Linked DNA regions of Mus musculus: all the other regions are linked to region 6. The links are chromatin contacts, called in public promoter capture Hi-C and targeted proximity ligation maps. All regions are on one chromosome and are shown on one strand. The core of a region is the stretch at or near the end of the contact, and the rest is flanking DNA. Distances in the headings are between cores, read along the strand shown. Region 1 holds the start of Lrrc24 (leucine rich repeat containing 24). Region 2 holds the start of Adck5 (aarF domain containing kinase 5). Region 3 holds the start of Cpsf1 (cleavage and polyadenylation specific factor 1). Region 4 holds the start of Mfsd3 (major facilitator superfamily domain containing 3). Region 5 holds the start of Vps28 (vacuolar protein sorting 28). Region 6 holds the start of Ccdc166 (coiled-coil domain containing 166).

Evidence for each region. Promoter capture Hi-C pulls out the DNA fragments that hold promoters and counts their contacts.
Region 1: a contact with region 6 is called in a targeted proximity ligation map of memory CD8 T cells, with 92 read pairs. A contact is called at or near these places in 3 of 39 promoter capture datasets (cranial neural crest, liver and pre-B cells), 2 of 484 Hi-C or Micro-C datasets (CD4 T cells and CD8 T cells), 2 of 130 datasets of targeted methods (memory CD8 T cells and microglia) and 1 of 9 other capture datasets (adipose tissue).
Region 2: a targeted proximity ligation map of pancreatic cancer cells shows a contact between it and region 6. A contact is called at or near these places in 1 of 39 promoter capture datasets (second pharyngeal arch cranial neural crest) and 1 of 130 datasets of targeted methods (pancreatic cancer cells).
Region 3: a contact with region 6 is called in a targeted proximity ligation map of pancreatic cancer cells. A contact is called at or near these places in 1 of 39 promoter capture datasets (liver), 1 of 484 Hi-C or Micro-C datasets (neutrophils), 1 of 130 datasets of targeted methods (pancreatic cancer cells) and 3 of 9 other capture datasets (liver, macrophages and pancreatic islet).
Region 4: a contact with region 6 is called in a promoter capture Hi-C map of liver, with 4 times the contacts expected there. A contact is called at or near these places in 4 of 39 promoter capture datasets (cranial neural crest, liver, neural stem cells and 1 more), 1 of 484 Hi-C or Micro-C datasets (CD8 T cells) and 3 of 130 datasets of targeted methods (bone marrow-derived macrophages, microglia and pancreatic cancer cells).
Region 5: a contact with region 6 is called in a promoter capture Hi-C map of liver, with 6 times the contacts expected there. A contact is called at or near these places in 3 of 39 promoter capture datasets (liver and pre-B cells) and 3 of 130 datasets of targeted methods (bone marrow-derived macrophages, embryonic stem cells and pancreatic cancer cells).

The regions. Positions count from the first base shown.
Region 1 is chr15:76,720,897-76,724,043 of GRCm38.p6, reverse strand. It overlaps Lrrc24 (leucine rich repeat containing 24), which reads left to right and starts at 1,871. Exons shown (of 6, transcript NM_198119.2): 1 at 1,871-1,918. C030006K11Rik (RIKEN cDNA C030006K11 gene) reads left to right here and starts at 199. Exons shown (of 3, transcript NM_145472.2): 1 at 199-389; 2 at 825-873; 3 at 1,061-2,579. The coding sequence starts at 228. The coding sequence ends at 1,506. Arhgap39 (Rho GTPase activating protein 39) reads left to right here. Exons shown (of 12, transcript NM_001168288.2): 12 at 1-59.
Region 2 is chr15:76,574,662-76,577,788 of GRCm38.p6, reverse strand. It overlaps Adck5 (aarF domain containing kinase 5), which reads right to left and starts at 1,430. Exons shown (of 15, transcript NM_172960.3): 1 at 1,295-1,430. The coding sequence starts at 1,306.
Region 3 is chr15:76,606,165-76,609,293 of GRCm38.p6, reverse strand. Cpsf1 (cleavage and polyadenylation specific factor 1) reads left to right here and starts at 1,703. Exons shown (of 37, transcript NM_053193.2): 1 at 1,703-1,959. The coding sequence starts at 1,816.
Region 4 is chr15:76,700,068-76,702,900 of GRCm38.p6, reverse strand. Mfsd3 (major facilitator superfamily domain containing 3) reads right to left here and starts at 1,359. Exons shown (of 5, transcript NM_027122.3): 1 at 551-1,359; 2 at 110-257; 3 at 1-22. The coding sequence starts at 1,232.
Region 5 is chr15:76,624,615-76,627,344 of GRCm38.p6, reverse strand. It overlaps Vps28 (vacuolar protein sorting 28), which reads left to right and starts at 1,261. Exons shown (of 10, transcript NM_025842.4): 1 at 1,261-1,356; 2 at 2,140-2,211; 3 at 2,725-2,730. The coding sequence starts at 2,175. It overlaps Tonsl (tonsoku-like, DNA repair protein), which reads left to right. Exons shown (of 26, transcript NM_183091.3): 26 at 863-1,108. The coding sequence ends at 1,044.
Region 6 is chr15:75,980,733-75,983,724 of GRCm38.p6, reverse strand. It overlaps Ccdc166 (coiled-coil domain containing 166), which reads left to right and starts at 1,440. Exons shown (of 2, transcript NM_146059.2): 1 at 1,440-1,924; 2 at 2,038-2,992. The coding sequence starts at 1,496. The coding sequence ends at 2,958.

The DNA of each region.
Region 1 (3,147 bases), core at 622-3,121, 740 kb before region 6:
CTCGTACGTGTGGCTCGAGGGGACAGTGCTCCGTGTGAATAAAGTTCAAGTGCACACTCGCTGATTGTGTTTCTTTCAGGTTACTTCTGACAAGGGGGCGGGGGAGTCCACGTCTGGCAGCTACTTCCGGGGGCGGGATAGACAGCTCCGCCCCTCCGAGCACGTGTTGCCGGCGGAACCCAAAGCCCCAGGCACAACACTGTGTGATCCGCTTCCGGTGTGGAAGAATGTGGCCGCCTAGTGGGGCAGTGCGTAACTTGGCTCTAGTCTTGGCGAGGTCGCAGAGAGCTCGGACCTGCAGTGGGGTCGAGCGTGTCTCCTACACACAGGGTCAAAGCCCGGAGCCCAGAACCCGCGAGTATTTCTACTATGTGGATCACCAAGGCCAGGTGTGCCTGGCGTGTGACAGAGGGAGGAGACCTGAGGGGACTGCGGAATCCATCGGCACCGGGTGGGGAGTAGTTCTAGAGGCGAGACCTGGGATAGGTGCTACGCGTGGCTTTGAACCTTTCAAAGCCCAGGCTGGAAGAGTTAATTCCGGGGCCTTCCGCTTTCACCGCATCGTAATCCCGCGCACACTAGCCTGTCCTAGCAGCAGTCCCAGAGCCGAGTGCTTGCTCGCGATTGCTAGGGACAAGCGGCTGTCAAACCTGCTGTAGAAAAAGGGGTGAGGGCTGCAACCCTGGAAACCTGTCTGTAGATGTGGGGAGAGTCCGCAGGGCCCTTCCACATGCCCCCCTGAACACATTAGACAGAAAAGCAAGGACAGCGAACACCACCGGCTTTCTTGCCAGGACTTACTGTCCACTGTGTCCCTTCTGCAGCTTTTCCTAGATGACTCCAAAATGAAGAACTTTATCACCTGCTTCAAAGGTATTGCTTACTGCACTGCTCCCTCGTGTCTCTCTCTACCCTTCAGGGCCTCGGCTCCCCGACTCTGAGGGAAGGCACCATCCACGAGGGGGGGCCGCTGTCTCGTGCCAGTGCTGGTATTCCCAGGAAAAGGAGCGTGTCGGGGAAGCTGGGTCACCGAGCATGATCGTGCCTTTTGTTCCCACAGACCTGCAGTTCCTGGTCACTTTCTTCTCCCGTCTGAGACCCAACCACAGCGGGCGCTACGAGGCTTCCTTCCCCTTCCTCTCGCTTTGCGGCAGAGAGCGTAACTTCCTGCGCTGTGAAGACCGGCCAGTGGTCTTCACGCACCTCCTGGCTTCCGACAGCGAGTCACCTCGTCTCTCCTACTGTGGCGGTGGCGAGGCGCTGGCGATACCCTTCGAGCCGGCTCGCTTGCTACCCCTGGCGGCCAATGGGCGCCTGTACCACCCGGCCCCGGAGCGCGCAGGCGGTGTGGGTCTAGTGCGCTCGGCCCTGGCCTTCGAGCTCAGCGCTTGCTTCGAGTATGGGCCTAGCTCCCCTACGGTCCCCTCTCACGTACACTGGCAAGGTCGCCGCATCGCCCTAACTATGGATCTGGCCCCGCTGCTGCCCGCTGCCCCGCCGCCCTGAGACTCCAGCTGGGGCTGTGTGGGGAGGGTTAGAGCAAACTCTGGGTTTTGTAGTACTCGCAGGTTACCCCTCTGCTCCAACACTCTAGATTAACTTAGATGTCCGCTGTCACCTGCACGCTGGTGACTGAGAGCGCGTGCGCGCAGAGGTGAGCCCAGGGTGGTTGGCGCTGTCCAAGGTTCTGGTGCTGCCCTGCTATCCTCTGTCCCTACAGAGGTCCTCTCTCGGCCACCTCTAACCCTTACACCGGCTTTGCGTCCCACGGATTGGCCTGCGCTGGTCACGTCAGGCAGGGCGGCAGGCGCAAGGCGCGCGTGGGCCGGTGCGCGTGCGCGCCCACCCCAACCCCCCCCTCCGCTTCTCCAGTCTTGCAGCCGCAAGCACCGCGGGGAGTCGCTCGCCACTGGAGCAGGTGAGGGGGTGGGGGGAGATCCTGGCCCAAGGTCACCGGGCTTGGGGGCGGGATCGGGACCCTCTAGGTTCTGACTGCCTCACCGAGAAAAGGTCATAGGATCTGGCAGTGGGAAGGGGATGGAAACCACACCCTCAATGAGCAGGCTCGGACCCACTGGAACGGGAGGGGGCGGTTAGGGGAGGTAGTGCTGCTTAAAAGCGCCGGATCGCAGGGGCTGCCAGAGACCTCCGCTGGGCCCGACAGAGGACACAGGACTCCTCCCCACCCTCTTCCCGCCTAGATAGGCATCCAAGAGACCGACACCCCACTCCTGCTCAGGATTAGAGGTTCATGTCCTGATAAAAGGATCTCTGCTGGGCTCATCTAATAAGGGGCCCTTATTCCTGACATGGCTGTCTTGCTCTGGTGCACATCTGGGCCTCTGCATAAGCAGCAGCTCTGATCCCTAATGCACAGATCAAGGCTTTGCTACTGAAGGCTGAACAGCTGTGCAAGGCCTGGAGCCAGGGACCAACCAGTCATTCGTGTTCCAGGAAATAAAACCCAGAAACCTAGCAAGCGTCCCCACTTCTTGGGGCTCCACATGTCCTGAGATCTAGGAACTGCCTTTGCCTGCGCCAAAGCTATTCCATTAAAACTTTACTGCTGTGCTGCCTCATCTCTATTGACTTTAAATGATCATGTGACTTACAATTGGTGCAAAATTGAGACAAACACCAAGGCCACTTAGTACAATTCAACTTGACTCAGAGCAAAGAAGACCTGGTGAATCGGCGAGTATTAAAACACTAGACCATGCCAAATGAGGCTGGAGACTAGAGAACAGTGCACCCTTGGTCCTATCTTCCTTAAGGCTTCTCAGCTTCGGGCATCACCATTAAAACTGAGCTCATCGTGGCTAGAACTAGACCCCAGTCCTCCTGTCTCTAGGTACCCAGGGACATGCAGTAACCTGTAGAGTGCATTTCTTGACAGTTTCAGAGGTCACTGCTCCCACATTCTTAGAAAGCTAGGTACCCAGTTGCGGTGATAGGAGTGGAACTCAGTGTATTGTGTGCTTAAAGCCTGTGACTGGTGTGCGGGAGAGACTGAGGCCAATCCCCAGAGGGAGGAAAGAAGAAAGTTAGAAACCAGCGGATGACCTGAGGTTTTTCCCCACATCCCAGCCAGATGTGACACATACCTTCCTCTACTCCAAAGACACAGCCCCCGCTTCGAACCAGCTG
Region 2 (3,127 bases), core at 181-2,680, 590 kb before region 6:
GCAAAAGAGAGACATCCATACAAGCCAGCAGCCTGCACCATGAAGACTGCCAAGACTCAGGATAGAGCCCTAGAAAAGATGACTAGATTATGACCTTTGATAGACAGCCCAAGGCAGCTCAACAGGAAACTAAGCCACAGACCATCTCCCAAAGTTAGTAGGTAACAGCCTAGAGATTTGAGCTAGAGGAAGTGGACGTTGTTATTGGGAACCTGCAAGGACTCCACTGTACTGTGCAGTAATTCCTAATCAGAGGTTAAAACTCCCCTTTCTGGTAGGGTGGTGGTGGTACACAGCTTTAATCCCAGCACTAGGGTGGCAGAGGCAAGCAGATTTCTGTGAGTTCGAGGCCAGTATGCTCTACAGAGTGAGTTCCAGGACAGCCAGAGCTAAAACCAAATACCCCAACCTTGGAGGGGGGTAAGCAAGGAGCCAAAAACAAAAAAAACTAAGACAAACAAACAAAAAAACCCTTGCCTTTCTAGCCAGGCAGTGGTAGCATATGGCTTTGATCCCAGCAGAGGATCTCTGAGTTGGAGGCCAGCCAGCTCTACAGAGCTAGTTCCAGGCCAGCCAGGGCTGTCCAAAAACAAGAGAAACCCTATCTCAAACAAAACAAAACAAAACAAACTCCCAGGGCTGTCTAGAGGTGTAAGTGACAAGTAATACGGATATGTGGAAAAGTTTTTGCTACAGTAAAGTGCTGTCTGTGTAAAAGGCAACTTGTCTCTGAGCAACAGGACTCCCATCAGAAAGCACACACCCAGCAGGGCTGTACACTGCAAGCCAAACGTTAACCCACCTCCTGGCCTCTCATTATCTAAACCTACAAGGCCAGATGTACTAGAAAAACAACTTCGCAGAAGTTTAAAAACAACACAACTGAAGAAGGGCCATACTCCAAGGGCAGGGAATAGGCAAGGACACCCCCAGGGCCAGAACAAGGGGCTAAGGGAGTGAGGGCATGCTAACCCAGCGGGAATCATGGGGTTGTCTCCCTTCCAGAAGCTGATAGAGAGGACAGAGCAGCTTCCCGGGGAGACCCGAGGGATGCGCTGAGGACAGAGGCAGAAGGAAGAGGACCCTGGGGTGAGGTTAAATAATGCTGAGTCTTCCCAAAGGCTCTGGGGAAAAAAAGAGGAAGCGGGAATCAGAGTTCTCCAAAGCTTTGGGGTCGATGGGCAGGGCCCGGGCCTGGACTGGATCCAGAACCTCCGGGTACAGAGAGAGATCCCAACGCAGGGATGCGGAGCGCAGAGTCAGGGACCAGGGCGTGCGGGGGCGGGGTCCTCACCGGCCGCCACATGTCCCCGGCAGTGCTCTCTTCCCGGTTTCGCCGCAGACGTCCCTGGTGCCCAGACGACCCCGCGAAAGAGTAGGCAATGCGCTTGCGCACCGGCCCACACGCGCCACACAGACCTGGGTAGAGTGGAAGGGCCACGCCCCCAAAACGTGACGTGACCGCCTCGGCGTGCAGCGGCCCCTTGAGGTCGCCCGGGGCATAGCCTCATGGGAGACACCAAGTGATGAGTCTTTACCAAGTGTTTTCCTTTGTTTATTGTATGTGAATGTTATGGAGCAATTTTCAAGAGTCGGTTGGTGCTTGCTTTCCACCGTCTGTTTTATTTCTGTTGCCCTGTGCAAGCCAGGCTAAGTTTGCGGGCAATTTTCCTCTTCCCACTCCTATTTCACTCTAGAAGTGCTTTTTACATTGTTCCAGGAACTTGGCTTCCTAGGGTAGCCCTTTTACCCACTCAGCCATATTCCCAGACCCTTGAATTGGCTCTTTAATTTTGTCGGGCTCTCGTTCCTTTCTGAAAAGTGACAGTGTAACTCAAAGCTGACACTTGGTCATTTTCACAACTCTCAGTATTCGCTCGCACAGGCAGTTTGGCAACACCTGTTGAGACAGCCACCAAAGCTAGAGACACCCTCGCTTTCTTGCCAACTATGTCAGTTAGAGTCCAGGTTCTTTTTTGTTTGTTTGTTTGGTTGGTTGGTTGGTTTGTTTTGTTTTGTTTTGTTTTTTCTTTTCTTTTTTTTTCTAAGACAGGGTTTCTCTGTGAAGAGTCCTGGTTCTTTGTCCCCCTACTCTTCACTCTCTGTGATACCCAATCCTTCTGCAAATCCTCCTCTGGAGGGGTCCTTACTACCTGGTTCCTCAGAACTCCCCTGAAGTTCCTGCTTCCCTAGCCACGGGTGCTCTTCTCAGCAACTGTCCTAATGTTGACCATTGGGTTCTTTGAGGTCACCTGAGCCTCCCCCCACCCACCCACTGGAACTGGCAAGCTGCCTTCTGGTTGAACATGGCTCTAAGCAGGCTCTAAGATAATGTCATGTCCCCAATTGGCTTTGGAGTGCCTGGAAGGTGGCAGAGTGGCTGTATGAGGGGGTCACAAAAGTCTGTGAGCCAGACGATGTCAGGCAATGGCCTCCTTCCAGTTCATTCATTCTGGACGTCCTTGCAAGCCTAGGAAGTACGTGTAGCTGAGATGTCTGGGCGCAACTGGAAAGCAATGTGTCAGGGACAAAATGGATTCAGGGTGCACAGAGCCCAGGATGAAAAGGCAGAAATGGGTGTTCCGAGACTGGGCTACTTATAAAGCACAGGGGAGAGAGATTGTGGCAATTAGGTCCAGATATACAGTAGGGAACAGATCAAAGTCCTCAGCCCTGTGAGGTCACACCCGAACCAGGGAGACCTAGCTGGGAGCTACCAGGAACCTGTTGGAAAGTCAGGGCAACCAAGTAGCCCAGCAACTCCAGAATACTTATTTAGCCCAAACCTTTCCAAACATTATATCATACAGTCTTGGCCAGCAGCCTGTCCCTGAGCGTCTGCAGCAGTTGGAAGCCTGTGTATTTTTGGGTGACATATGTCAGGATATATACATAAAGTAACTCAAAAATACAGAGGCTCAGAGACCAGGAAGTCTCAAACCTCACAGTGCAAGTGATAGGACTAGCCATGAAACTAAAAGCCAGACTTGGAGTTTGTGTGGTGGAGAATTAGTGAAGAGACCCCAAGGTAGAGACTTCCAGAGTGGGCAGAGGGTGTTTGCAGATAAAGTTTGCACTGTGGAGAGAGGTCAGGATTTCCTAAGCTCCAGTTGGCACAGCAGGGAGA
Region 3 (3,129 bases), core at 454-2,953, 630 kb before region 6:
ATTTATTTATTATATGTAAGTACACTGTAGCTGTCTTCAGACACTCCAGAAGAGGGAGTCAGATCTCGTTACAGATGGTTGTGGATGGTTGTGAGCTACCATGTGGTTGCTGGGATTTGAACTCCGGACCTTTGGAAGAGCAGTCAGATGCTCTTACCCACTGAGCCATCTCACCAGCCCGATGTCACAGATTTTAAGAGTATTGTTTTTCAAGATTTTTTTTTTTGAGACAGGATTTCTCTGTGTAGCCCAGAAAGATTTTTATTTTAAAAATTATGTAGGACTGGTGAGACATTACTCAGCAGTTAAGAGCACTGGCTGCTCTTCTGAAGATCGTGCATTCAAATCCCAGCGACCAGGTGGTGGCTCACAACCATCCGTAATGAGGTCTGACTCCATCTTCTGGTGCGTCTGAAGACAGCTACAGAGTACTTACATATAATAATAAGTAAATCTCTGGGGCTGGAGTAAGCAGAGGTTCTGGGTTCAATTCCCAGCAACCACATGATGGTTCACAACTATCTGTACAGCTATAGTGTATCATATACATAAAATAAATATTTAAAAAATTATGTATATATGTGCCAGCATGTCTGGGCAGCTTTCGTCCCAGGGCTTGGGAGGTAGACTCTGAATTCGAGGCTAGTTGGGTCTACAGAGTTTCAGGACAGCCAGGGCTATGTAGTTGAGACCTCATCTCAAAAATCAAGAAAAAGAAAAAAAAATAATTTCTTTTGCTTGCTTGTTTTTGTTTTTTGTTTTTGTTTTTGTTTTTTTTTAAGAAAAGTTTTCTCTGTATAACCATGGCTGTCCTGGAACTCACTTTGTAGACCAGGCTGGCCTCAAACTCAGAAATCTGCCTGCCTCTGCCTCTGCCTCCCAAGTGTTGGGATTAAAGGCTTACACCACCACTGCCCAGCCAACAAAATACTTTTTAAAAGAGATCTTTTTTTTTAAATTTTATTTTATTTTTATTAGGTATTTTCCTCGTTTACATTTTCAATGCTATCCCAAAAGTCCGCCATACCCACCCCCCCAATCCACTACCCACCCACTCTCCCGTTTTGGCCCTGGGGTTCCCCTGTACTGGGGCATATAAAGTTTGCAAGTCCAATGGGCCTCTCTTTGCAGTGATGGCCAACTAGGCCACCTTTTGATACATATGCAGCTAGAGTCAATTAAAAAGAGATCTTTAGTGTGATACAGGGGTGATCTACCACATCACCTCATCTACAGAGTGGGGTGGCGATATTGCATGTTTCTGTATCCTTTTCCAAGCCTATATACCCTTGTTTTATTTTCTGGGATTTAGCTAATGAGGCAAGTCTTGAAGGGTACAGAACAGAAGGAAGCAGAGGTCCAGCACCCTCCAGCTCTGTGACGAGGCTCATCAGTCCTTTTTTTTTTTCTTTCTTTCTTTCTTGTTTTTTTTTTTCGAGACGGGGTTTCTCTGTGTAGCCCTGGCTGTCCTGGAACTCACTCTGTAGACCAGGCTGGCCTTGAACTCAGAAATATGCCTGCCTCTCTCAAGTGCTGGGATAAAAGGCATGTGCCACCACGCTTGCTCGTCAGTTCTTATCAAGCTAGGCCACTAGGGGCCGCTCTTCGCTCGCAGCCACGGCGCGCAGGCGCAGATGCGAAGCGGCCCGGAACCCTGCTTCTCAACCACCTGGTCCTCTTAGAAGGCGGTCCGGGCAGGAAGCGCAGGCGCAGTACTTCGGAACCCGGTGGCTGGGTTGGCGCGCGCGGCCGGACCGAGTCCGCTGCCGTCCCTGTCCCCCGAGTCGGCGGCTCCGGCGTGACAGTGGCGGCGACATGTACGCGGTGTACAAGCAGGCGCACCCGCCCACCGGGCTGGAGTTTACCATGTACTGCAACTTCTTCAACAACAGTGAGCGCAACCTCGTGGTGGCCGGCACCTCGCAGCTCTATGTGTACCGCCTGAACCGCGACGCCGAGGTAGGCCGTGTCGAGGCAGTGCCGCAGTCATTCGGCAGGTTCCCCAGTGCAGGAGCTGAGGTTTGCCAAGGGTCTTTGGGCCCCAGAGCCAGTTCATCGCTGCCTCGTTGTTTGGCCTCATCCTACCCTGCCCGGACACCTCTGCCCGCGGTCTACTGCTTGTTCTTTGGAGATCGATTTTCAGGAGATTGTTGCACACCTTCCACGAGCTTAGCAGCAAAGACAAGCCAGTGAACCCTTGAGGGCGATGATTCTTTAGGAAGTCAATACTGCCACACACAGACGGCCACAGTGTCTCTCTAGGAGTAAGACCCAATGAAGGAGACTGGGTGTTTCTGTACAAAACAACCAGAGCTCTTTCTGAGATTGAGCAGATTTGTTGTGGAAGAACGTTTCTTCCTAAAGGAGCAAGGCTGGATGTTTCTCGGGGACAGACTATTGTCAGTAGATGTAGTAATGTGGAATGAATTCATCAGTACATTGATAACGGGGGTGTTTTGGTTGCTAGAGAGACAGCAAGCGGTTCAGGAAGCCCTCCCCCCCTCCCCCCAAAAAAAAGGCAATTTCCGTGGCTCTTTAATCCCAGTTCGATCCATTAATCCCAGGTGGAAGCAGACAGATTTCTGGGTGTTCCAGTTTAAACTATTTCCAAGCCATCTAGGGCTACATAGTGAACCTCTTGTCTAAAAACAAAGCAAAAAAGCCAAGAAGGCAGATGCTTTTTTTAAAAAATTAGACTTATTCATATTCATTTGTGTTTGCTTGTATATATGTATGTACACCATATGCATTCTTGGTGTCCATGGAGGTCAGCATTATGGATAGTTGTGCCATCAAGTGGGTCCTCTGTAAGAGCAACAAGTGCTTTTGATGGCTGTGCATTACTGCCAACATGCAGTTTACTGGGGTGGCAGAACTGGACAGGGAAATCTCACCTTCATAGAAGATGTGTTTTAAATAGACAAGGAAGTGTGGGGGAAGTATGTGGGAGTTAGGCAAAGGGGTTTCAAGGAAAGTTAAGTTTTTGTGGTAGAGGCTAAGGGAAGGAGGAAGGAAGGGAAAGAACGGGTAAGAAGTAACAGGGCAGGGCCTCCACAACACACTCTCCAAGCAGGAAGTTTTGGCAATGAAATAATCTTACCCAACTTATGTTGGAGAGAGGTCCAAGAA
Region 4 (2,833 bases), core at 110-2,609, 720 kb before region 6:
CTTCAACAGCTTCAGTGGCTGCCTGGGGTGGGAATTGAGAGATGCTATGGTAAGATCACCTGGGACACCGGTGGAATTGAGGGTCAGGCTAGGGTTGGGGAGTGCTTACCAGTGCCTGGCCAGTAGAGCCCCACCCAAGGAGGAGCCAGCAATGGAGCAGGTCACAGCACCCAAGCCACTCCATAGCCCCAAGTCTGAGGCAGAAGCACCATGGTCCAGCAGGAGAAGTGGAAACAGGCTGCCAGCACCCTGCTCACCTACAGGAGACCGTAAGCAAGGATGGCCCCAGTCTTTCTTCCAGGAGCCTCAGTACTCCAACCAGTCAGGCCCCTGGTCCCCTTCATTTTCATGGGCCCCAGATGTTAGAAGAGAAAGGGCTGGGCATTGGCTGGAGCTGAGGGAAGTTAAGAGGTGAAACAAAACTGAGCTACAGAGCTCTGGGCTGGTATTCCAGCATAGGGCAGTCCCCTGAGTGGGTTTCAGGGCCCTAGGGACCAACATAGAGTTTGGGCTCTAAGCTCGATGGTAACTAACTGCAGGCCTCACTCACCCAGCTTGTAGGTGAGCACAAAGCCCGCTGTCCAGAGGGTCCCAGGCACAGCCAGCAAATCTTGTAGAAGATAGGAGCTGTGGGGTGTATGCTCTGAGGCCTGAGGCCATGGCAGCCTTCCCAAGGCTGGTGCAGCCCAGGCTAAGGCAGCAGCCAGCCAGTAGGTGGCAGCTAGGAGCAAAAAGAGCAGTGGCCAAGAGAGAGTGGGGAAGAGGACCAACAGTCCACCCCCAGCCAGTGCTGATCCCAGCTTGTAAGCGACCACCTGTACAGTGTTCCCAGGTCCCAACTCCTTTGGCTCTAGGAGTTGCACAGCGAGTGTGTCCAGAGCCACATCCTGCACCGCTGCACCCAGATTCAGCAGCAGTAGCAGCCCCATCACGGTGGTAGGTAGCCCTGTTTGGCCAGCTTGCGGAGGAGGCAACACAGCCAGCAGTCCACACACCAAGCCCAGGGACAGTGTGCTGAGTGTTAACCAGACCCGCGGGGTGCCCCGCCTGTCCACCAGCGGTGCCCACGCCAGCTTTAACAGCCATGGAGCATACAATCCCTTGGTTAGACCCACGCGCGTTAGGGAGAGGCCACGGGCCCGCAGTAAAATGGGAAGCAAACTGGACTGCAGTCCATAGGGCAGACCCTGCACAAGATAGAGGCCGGCCAGCGGCAGCAACTTCCCATGCATGGCCCGTTCGTGGTGGGATCGGACGGCTCAGGATGAACAGTCAGGGTCTGGTCCTCCTACATAGGGCCGGGGACAGTCAGGCTGTAATCCCGACACGCACACTGGGACCAGAAATCCCGGAAGTACCGAAGCTGGGAGAAAAATGCGGAGCGATAGACCGGTCCTATCGCATGGTGGGACCGCAGTCTTGCACAGCCCATAACTACCGGCATGCTTTGCGCAGGGGTCAGGGTGAGGGAGAGGCGGGGCAACCCGGGCTGGGGGTGGAGCCAACCCCCTACTAGTCCTCAATTGGCCTAAAACCCAAATGTTAAGCAGGTTACTGATACCTACACAGACCCAAATCATCTGCTCTGGCGCCCCTCGTGCCAAACCTGGACACGACAGCCTGCTGCTCACAATGCCAGCGGGTAGATGTGAGTGGCTAGGAAGGAAGCTGAGGTAACAGGCTGGTCTCAAAGGTATCTTCCTGTCTGCTGAATGGATACCAGATCCGTTCCAGAAGAAGCATTTTCACTTTAGCGGTTTTTTGTTTGTTTGTTTGTTTGTTTGTTTGGTTTTATGTGTGTGTGGATAGGTTTTCTTTATAGAACTTACTTTGTAGACCAGGCTGACCTCAAACTCAGTATCTTCCTGCCTCTGTCTCCCAAGTGCTGGGATTAAACGGGTGCGCCACCACTGGCGGGCTCACCACGCCCAGCTCCCGAAGCATTTCTAATACTTAGCTCACAGAGCCAATACTTTGCCCCACAATGCATTTAGCACTGCTCCCCATTCCTTGCTGAGACTGTGGCTTCAGAGCTGCCCCCAGGTCAGTGACCACAGAAGCAGGAGTTTTGTGGGGAAGGGCAGGACCTAGTCAGCTATTGCCCGTGATACCCACTTCCTTTTCAGTATTCAGTGAGGGTAGTTAGTCCAGACCACGTGATTCTGGCTCTGCAGGGAAGGCTCATGCCCAGTCTCTCCCCCTTCTCAGAGTTGTGCCCTCCCAAGTCCACAATGAGACTGTTAAATGAGGCCTTGGGTTAACTGACTCAATTATAGTAGATAACTGGGTGGAACTTCTTTTGTGTTTGGACACAGTGTCCAAGTCCTAGCACCCTGGCACTGCCTTGCTTCCACGGAGGGGCTATCCTGCCACTTCCAGATAGTCTCAGGATCTAAGTGTTCACATCTATAAAATGGGTTCTACTTTTGGGGCATGATTGTAAACCCCTATAATTTTGCTCTTCAGGCTGAGGCAAGAGAAGAATGAGTTTAGGTTGCCCTGGATACCTTAGCTGTTTAAAGGGGTGGCAGGCAGGATATAGTTCAGTGGTCCTGAGTCCAATCCCCAGTACCACAAAACTTAGGGGATGGAGGACGGCTTTGCCTACCGCAGAGGAACACTGCAGACCAAACAAGTTGAACCCCAGCAGTGTCTACTGTGCACAGGGGCTCATCCTGAGCCTCCCAGTCCAGGATGTATCTTTCCATTAGCACACATCTGCCCCAAGGGTTCCTAAATGTGCTTTGCAAAAGGACCTCCCCTGCTCTGCTCTGCCGGAGGTGGGCACCGCCCAAGCCCTTGCTGTCAGTCCTAACTTGGCTGTAAGAGCTGA
Region 5 (2,730 bases), core at 12-2,511, 640 kb before region 6:
ACCTCTGAAACAATGCACATTGCTTCTTTAAAGTGACATTTTTCAGATACACATGCACACCCCCTCACAGCCTAGGCAGCTCCTCGGGTATTCTTAAAATGATCATGAAGATTTGAACCTCCTTTTGGAGTGGCAAATTGTTTGTTGTTTTTTGAGACAGGGTGTCTCTGTGTAGTCCTGGCTGTTCTGGAGCTCTGTAAAGTTTCCTCTCTACCTGGAGAGGACTGAGATTAAAGGCGGATGCCACCAGGGCAGGCATGATTTGGACCTTTTGTTTTTGCGGGGTTTTCTGGGTCAGGAGGGTAGCAAATCATTGTTACTTGCAGAAAACCTTATTTCCTCATTCCTGTCCACCAGTCAGTGATCCAAGTTCCGCTTAAGGGGTGCTTGCTCTCTCAACCTGCCCCCCTCCCTCCTTCCTTGCCTTATCTACTAATAAGCTAGCTTGTCCCGTTACACCAACGCACTCTCCACCTTATAAGTGTGCCTGATGGCCTGGCCTGCCACTGCCTTGCCCAGCTGAGATTTGAGGGTGGCAGCCTTTCCCCCTGGAGGATAAAAACTGAGCACAGGGGAGTCCCTGGGTTTTTCCTGTATCTCACCCCCTCTTCCCAACACAATGGTATTTCTGGCAGCTGTGCGCTTCATCCAGTTCCCTGACAACCTTGAGCCTACTGGGATCTCTGACTTGATCAAGGCCTGGCATTCACTAGCCTCCAGAGATCCGAGGGCCCACAGTATACAGATATATTGAGTCCTTTTTATGATGGGACAAGCCAAAATGTAGGCTCCGAGGTACAACATAAGCACTATGCCTCCTGTGGGTGTGTAAGTTAAACCTACCTCCTCCTCACCCCCACAGGCTGCTCTATTCAAGGGCCGCTGAACTCTGACCTCTGGGACAAGATCTTCGTGCAGTTGCAGGAGTTGCAACTGTGCACCAAAGACCTGAGCACCAAAGACCGAGACTCGGTGTGTCAGAGACTGCCAGAGGGTGCGTGCACAATGGACCAAAGTTCCAAGCTCTTCTTTAAATGCCTCTGATCCTAGTCCTGCCGTTTCCTCCAGAAGAAAAAGAAAAACCTTAATAAACTATGCTGCTATCTCATTTGTGTCAGCTCTCTGCGAAAAGGGTGGGCGATGTGAGCTGTAAAAGCCTTGACAGGCGGAGCTACTCCAGAGCGCAAGCTCAGGCAAAAAAAGCCGAGTGCCGATCAATGGATTTGGCTTGCTATGTGCGTAGGCTCAAGGTTAGAGGATGAGTGCCGAGCTGCCGATCGGGTTTCCCGGCAGGCGCAGGCGGAAAAAGCGAGCACCGAGCTTCTGTCGCCATCTCCGGGACTCCAAACGCCCCAGGTACACAGCGGCGGTGGCCGGGTCCCCTCTTCATAGGAACCCTTTGGTCTAGGTGTCCCGGTCCCGTCTCCTCTGGGGCTCAGCGGCCCTTGCCGCGCGGCCAGTGTCTCAGTAGGTGATGGGCGCTGTCAAGTGGCATTGCTGGTCCACAGTTCAGGTTCCCCTGTCTGTGAGGGTACCCACCTTTCTTCTGCGACTCCGCCGGCTATTCCTAGCTCCTGCGACCTCGGTAGCTCTCGCTGCTCCTCAAGCCACTCCATCTCAGTTTGACCATCTTCCTTGAACATTTGTTTTCACCCCATTTCAAATCCTGAGGCGTGTCTGGGCTGGCTTCCTTATTAGACAGGACCTATCCTGGGCCTTGCCTCCGCCACTTTGCCGCATCAACCAATAAGCTTGCCCTTATTCATTTCTCCAGTATCTCCCACAGATTAGGGTAAAACCTACCTCCACACTTTCCCTCACACACAGAAAGCCCCGGACACCTAGTCTCAGTTCATTTCCACTGAAAGATGTTGCAACAATGCCCTTCCCCTGTGCCCAAGATGCTGCCCCAGTTCTAACAGCTACTCTTCCCTACCCTAACCCAGCTAACAGGCAGGACTCCCATGGCACTCGATGTTCATCCTCAAAGCCTGACATGACATTCCCCCATGACAGTCCTTTAGCATCCTGTGCCGTTCCTGTAGAGAGCAGGAAAGCTGTTCACAACGCTCTGATCTCCAGAGCCCAGTTCTTAAGGTGTAAGGGGACCCTTGAGTTAGTGTTGGCTCTGCTTTCCAGGTCTCTTGTGCTGTATAGCTGCCTGGGCCTGCAGGATGTTCCACGGGATCCCAGCTACTCCTGGTGTTGGAGGTGAGTGTAGGCTAAACTGGGAGGAAGGGGAGGAGCCAAGGCTTTCCCTGTTGCAGGGGCTGTTGGGAAAGGACCACACTGCTACGTCCATCCCGTAGTCATTAGGCCCTGGGTAATGACTAGGGCCAGAATTATTTCTGGTGGGAATCTGAGGGCCCCTGCAATACCCTGCTGGGGAGCGAGAATATACTCCAATGTGGTCAGAACCTCTGGCATCCTGAGCAACTCTGGGTCTCCAACTGCATGTGTGAAGCATCTGACAGGCTTTTATTTGTACCAAGTTGTGGTTCTGTGTACAAACTACAGTCATGTTGGCGGGGGAAGAGAGCTAAACCTAGCAATCTGTATGTAGCCTCTTAGAGGCCATATTGGTAGGAGGTGAGGCTGGAGCCCCTATTCTGTGCTTCCCTTTGAGCTCTGTGATACATGGCATGGGAGACACCTTCTTGGGACGTAACTGAAGTGGGCCTGTCCTGGGGTCACCCTTGTCAGCTCCTCCTTGCTCTGTTGCAGCCCCTG
Region 6 (2,992 bases), core at 191-2,690:
GACACTGTCCGTATAGAGCTCATAGCAAAAAGGGAGACATTAAATCCCCGATGGACCCCTTGTATCCTCTAGATGTCTGGCTTACGGGCAAAGAAAGCTAAGAAGGTAGAATGGATGGGCCTCGTGGAAAAGTGCACTGGCCAAAAAATAAAAATAAAAAGTGGGCAAAAGAGTCCATTTTTAACCTGAGGGGCACTTAGCACTCATTAATGGCCCACAGACAAGCAGGAAGCACTAGGTCCCTGGCTTCTCTAGCTTGCATCTGGCACCTTCCTACGTGGGCCCTTTTAAATTTATCACAGATCTACTAAGGGACTGAGCCCATGTAAATGGAAAGGGGGGGAGATTTTGAACCCCAGAAGGATGGGAAAGTTTCTATGCCAATCAGAGAAGTAGGGAAAATTTTACCTCCCTGAAGAACCTAGCCAATGAGGAATTCGGAGGGGGGGGGGGATATATAGGTGTGTGTGTGTGTATATATATATATATATATCACTGTTTTGAGCCAAACTTGCAGACTAGCTACTTTTGCCCTTTCAATAGGTTGCGCAGACTTAGCAAGGCTGTAAAATAAAGTTTCCCTTTGGTTTGGCTACCGAGTCTCCAGCGCTTGGATTATGAAATGAAGACCGTTGTTCATCGTGCATTTTATCTGAAAGGTAGTAGCATTCCATCAAGGCTTTAGATGCCAAGCGTCCCCTTAGAAATGCTGTGTGGAGCTGAGCGTGGTGGTGAATGCCTTTAATCCCAGCACTCCGGAGGCAAAGGCAGGCTGATGTCTGCGAGTTTGAAGCCAGTCTGGTCTACAAAGCGAGTCCAGGACAACCTGAGCTTTGTTACACAGGGAAACTCTGTCTCCACAAATAAACAAATGTTGTGGGGAGGCTTCATCCTGAGAGCATGAAGACTTCACAAGGAAAGGGGGAGAGCTCGCTCAAAGCTGGATAGAGGAGGGAGCGTCGGTGAGAGTCCCCTTATGCTGTGGGGCCTGAAGCGCAGCTAGTGGAGTGAAAGCAAGAGCACTAAGACCCGGGTGAGTGGAGGCTGGGCACTTGGAAGTTAGTTCAGTGTCTTGAAGCTGAAGTTCTGCCTGACCTGCGACACTGTAACTGAAGAATCATGCAAGGATATAAGAAACCTTAGGGAATGAATGATTGAGTCAAGCCGTTGCCAGAGCAACAGAATGGGATGAGGTCGAGGCACTGCAACCAAGTTCTGTCTCCATAGAGGTTGTTCAAGCTGGACATCAACATTCCTAGAGCTACGCACCAGGATGCGAAAGCTGTGGTCTGGAGGGAACGCTTATATACAGATTGGCCACGGTGCTCTCTGATCCTTAATCCTGCCTGCTCTGAACCTCATAATCAGAAGACACACCCTTGAACCTAGGGTGCAGTTCTCCAGAATTTTCGGGTTAAGAAGGGAGAGTAACTGAGCTGGGGGAGCGGGTGGAGCACAGCGCTCTCATGAGTCCAGTTGGCTTGGGCCTCAAGCCATGGCGCCCAAGAAGAAGCGCGGACAAAACGCGGGGCGCAAGCAGGAAACTACAGAGCAACCGCTCTCGGAGCGCGCGCAGTACCTACAGCGCGAGTACGCGTTGCTCTCAGAAAGCCTGGTGGCCTGTGAGCAGCGGATCGACGAGGTGCTGCAGGACAACGAGTTCCTGAACAGAGAGGCGCAGCGCCTGCGCGAAGAGAACCGGCTTTATGTCGGTTACGTGAGCGCGCACGCTCTGCGCTGCGCCAACGCCGTCGTGCGCGTCGAAGACCAGAACCGCATGGATCTGGCGCAGATCCGGTGGCAGCGAGCGGAGCTAGCGTCCTTCTACCACGGCCGTGAGGACGGGGTGCGCGCTCAGCTGCAGGAAATGAAGAAGCGCGCGGAAAACATGACGCAGCGGGTGCAGGAGCTCCAGCCCTACAAGGCCAGTGCGCGCGCCCCCCGAGGACCGGGCGGGCTCCAGAGGGATGGGCGCGCTCCCTACCGGTGCGCTGATCGGCGCCCCCTGCTCCCCAACCCTCACCCCACCCCATGTAGGAGCTGCAGCTGGAGCAGCTGGCGCGAATCCGGACCCTGGAGCGCGAGCTGCTGCACATGCGCGTGGAGCACACGCAGCTCCTCCACGGGGTGAAGCGACGCTTCCTAGATGAGAAGACGGCTTTCGAGCGGGAGGCGCGGCTGCAAGTGCAGTCCCTGACGCGCCGCTCCGAGCGGGAGGCCGCACGTTCCCTCATTTCCCACGCACAGGCCCTCAAGGCGGACAACGGGTATCTCCGACAAGAACTCATGAGACTTCTCCAGAGGACCCAGTTACTGCAGGACATGCGACAGCAGCTGCTAGAGCAGCGGGAGCAGCTGCGCCGGGAGCATGTGGACTTGAAGAACCTGGAGCAAATGCACGGCTGGTTGCAAAGGGGCCCCGGGGGGCCACCGCTCTGGCAGCCACCCCAAAGCCTCCAACCCAGCTTGCGCATCGGGTCAACCAGTCACGTTTTAAAAGCCCAGGCTACGCCCCAGTCAGTTCCAACCTCCCGGGGCCAATCCATGGATCTGTCACACCGACCCTCCAAGACTCCATCTATATTGTCCAGTGAGTCTCTTCCGGGCCTATCTCAGAAGGCTGGGTCAGTGATTGCTCTCCGGAGTCCATCACATCCAGGATCTCGAGTCTCATCTCTGACTCCATCACGCAAGGACTCGCGTGTCTCATCCGCGACCCCGTCACGCAAGGGCTCCAGGGTTCCATCCATGACCTCTGGTACCTTGCGGTCGCGCGAGGGCTCTCGGATCTCTCCACAGCCCTCCTTGCGTGAGGTCTCTCCAGAAATTGACACACCTGCAAAGTCCAGTTCCAAGCTTCCCACAGCCCTGTTGGAAGATCAGGCCCCTCTCAGCCCACAGTTGGAGGAGGCAGAAAACGCTGAAGACGACACAGAAACTGTCTTGGAGCAAGCCTGAACCCACACGAGGAGGCAGGCCAGTAGGGCATAGG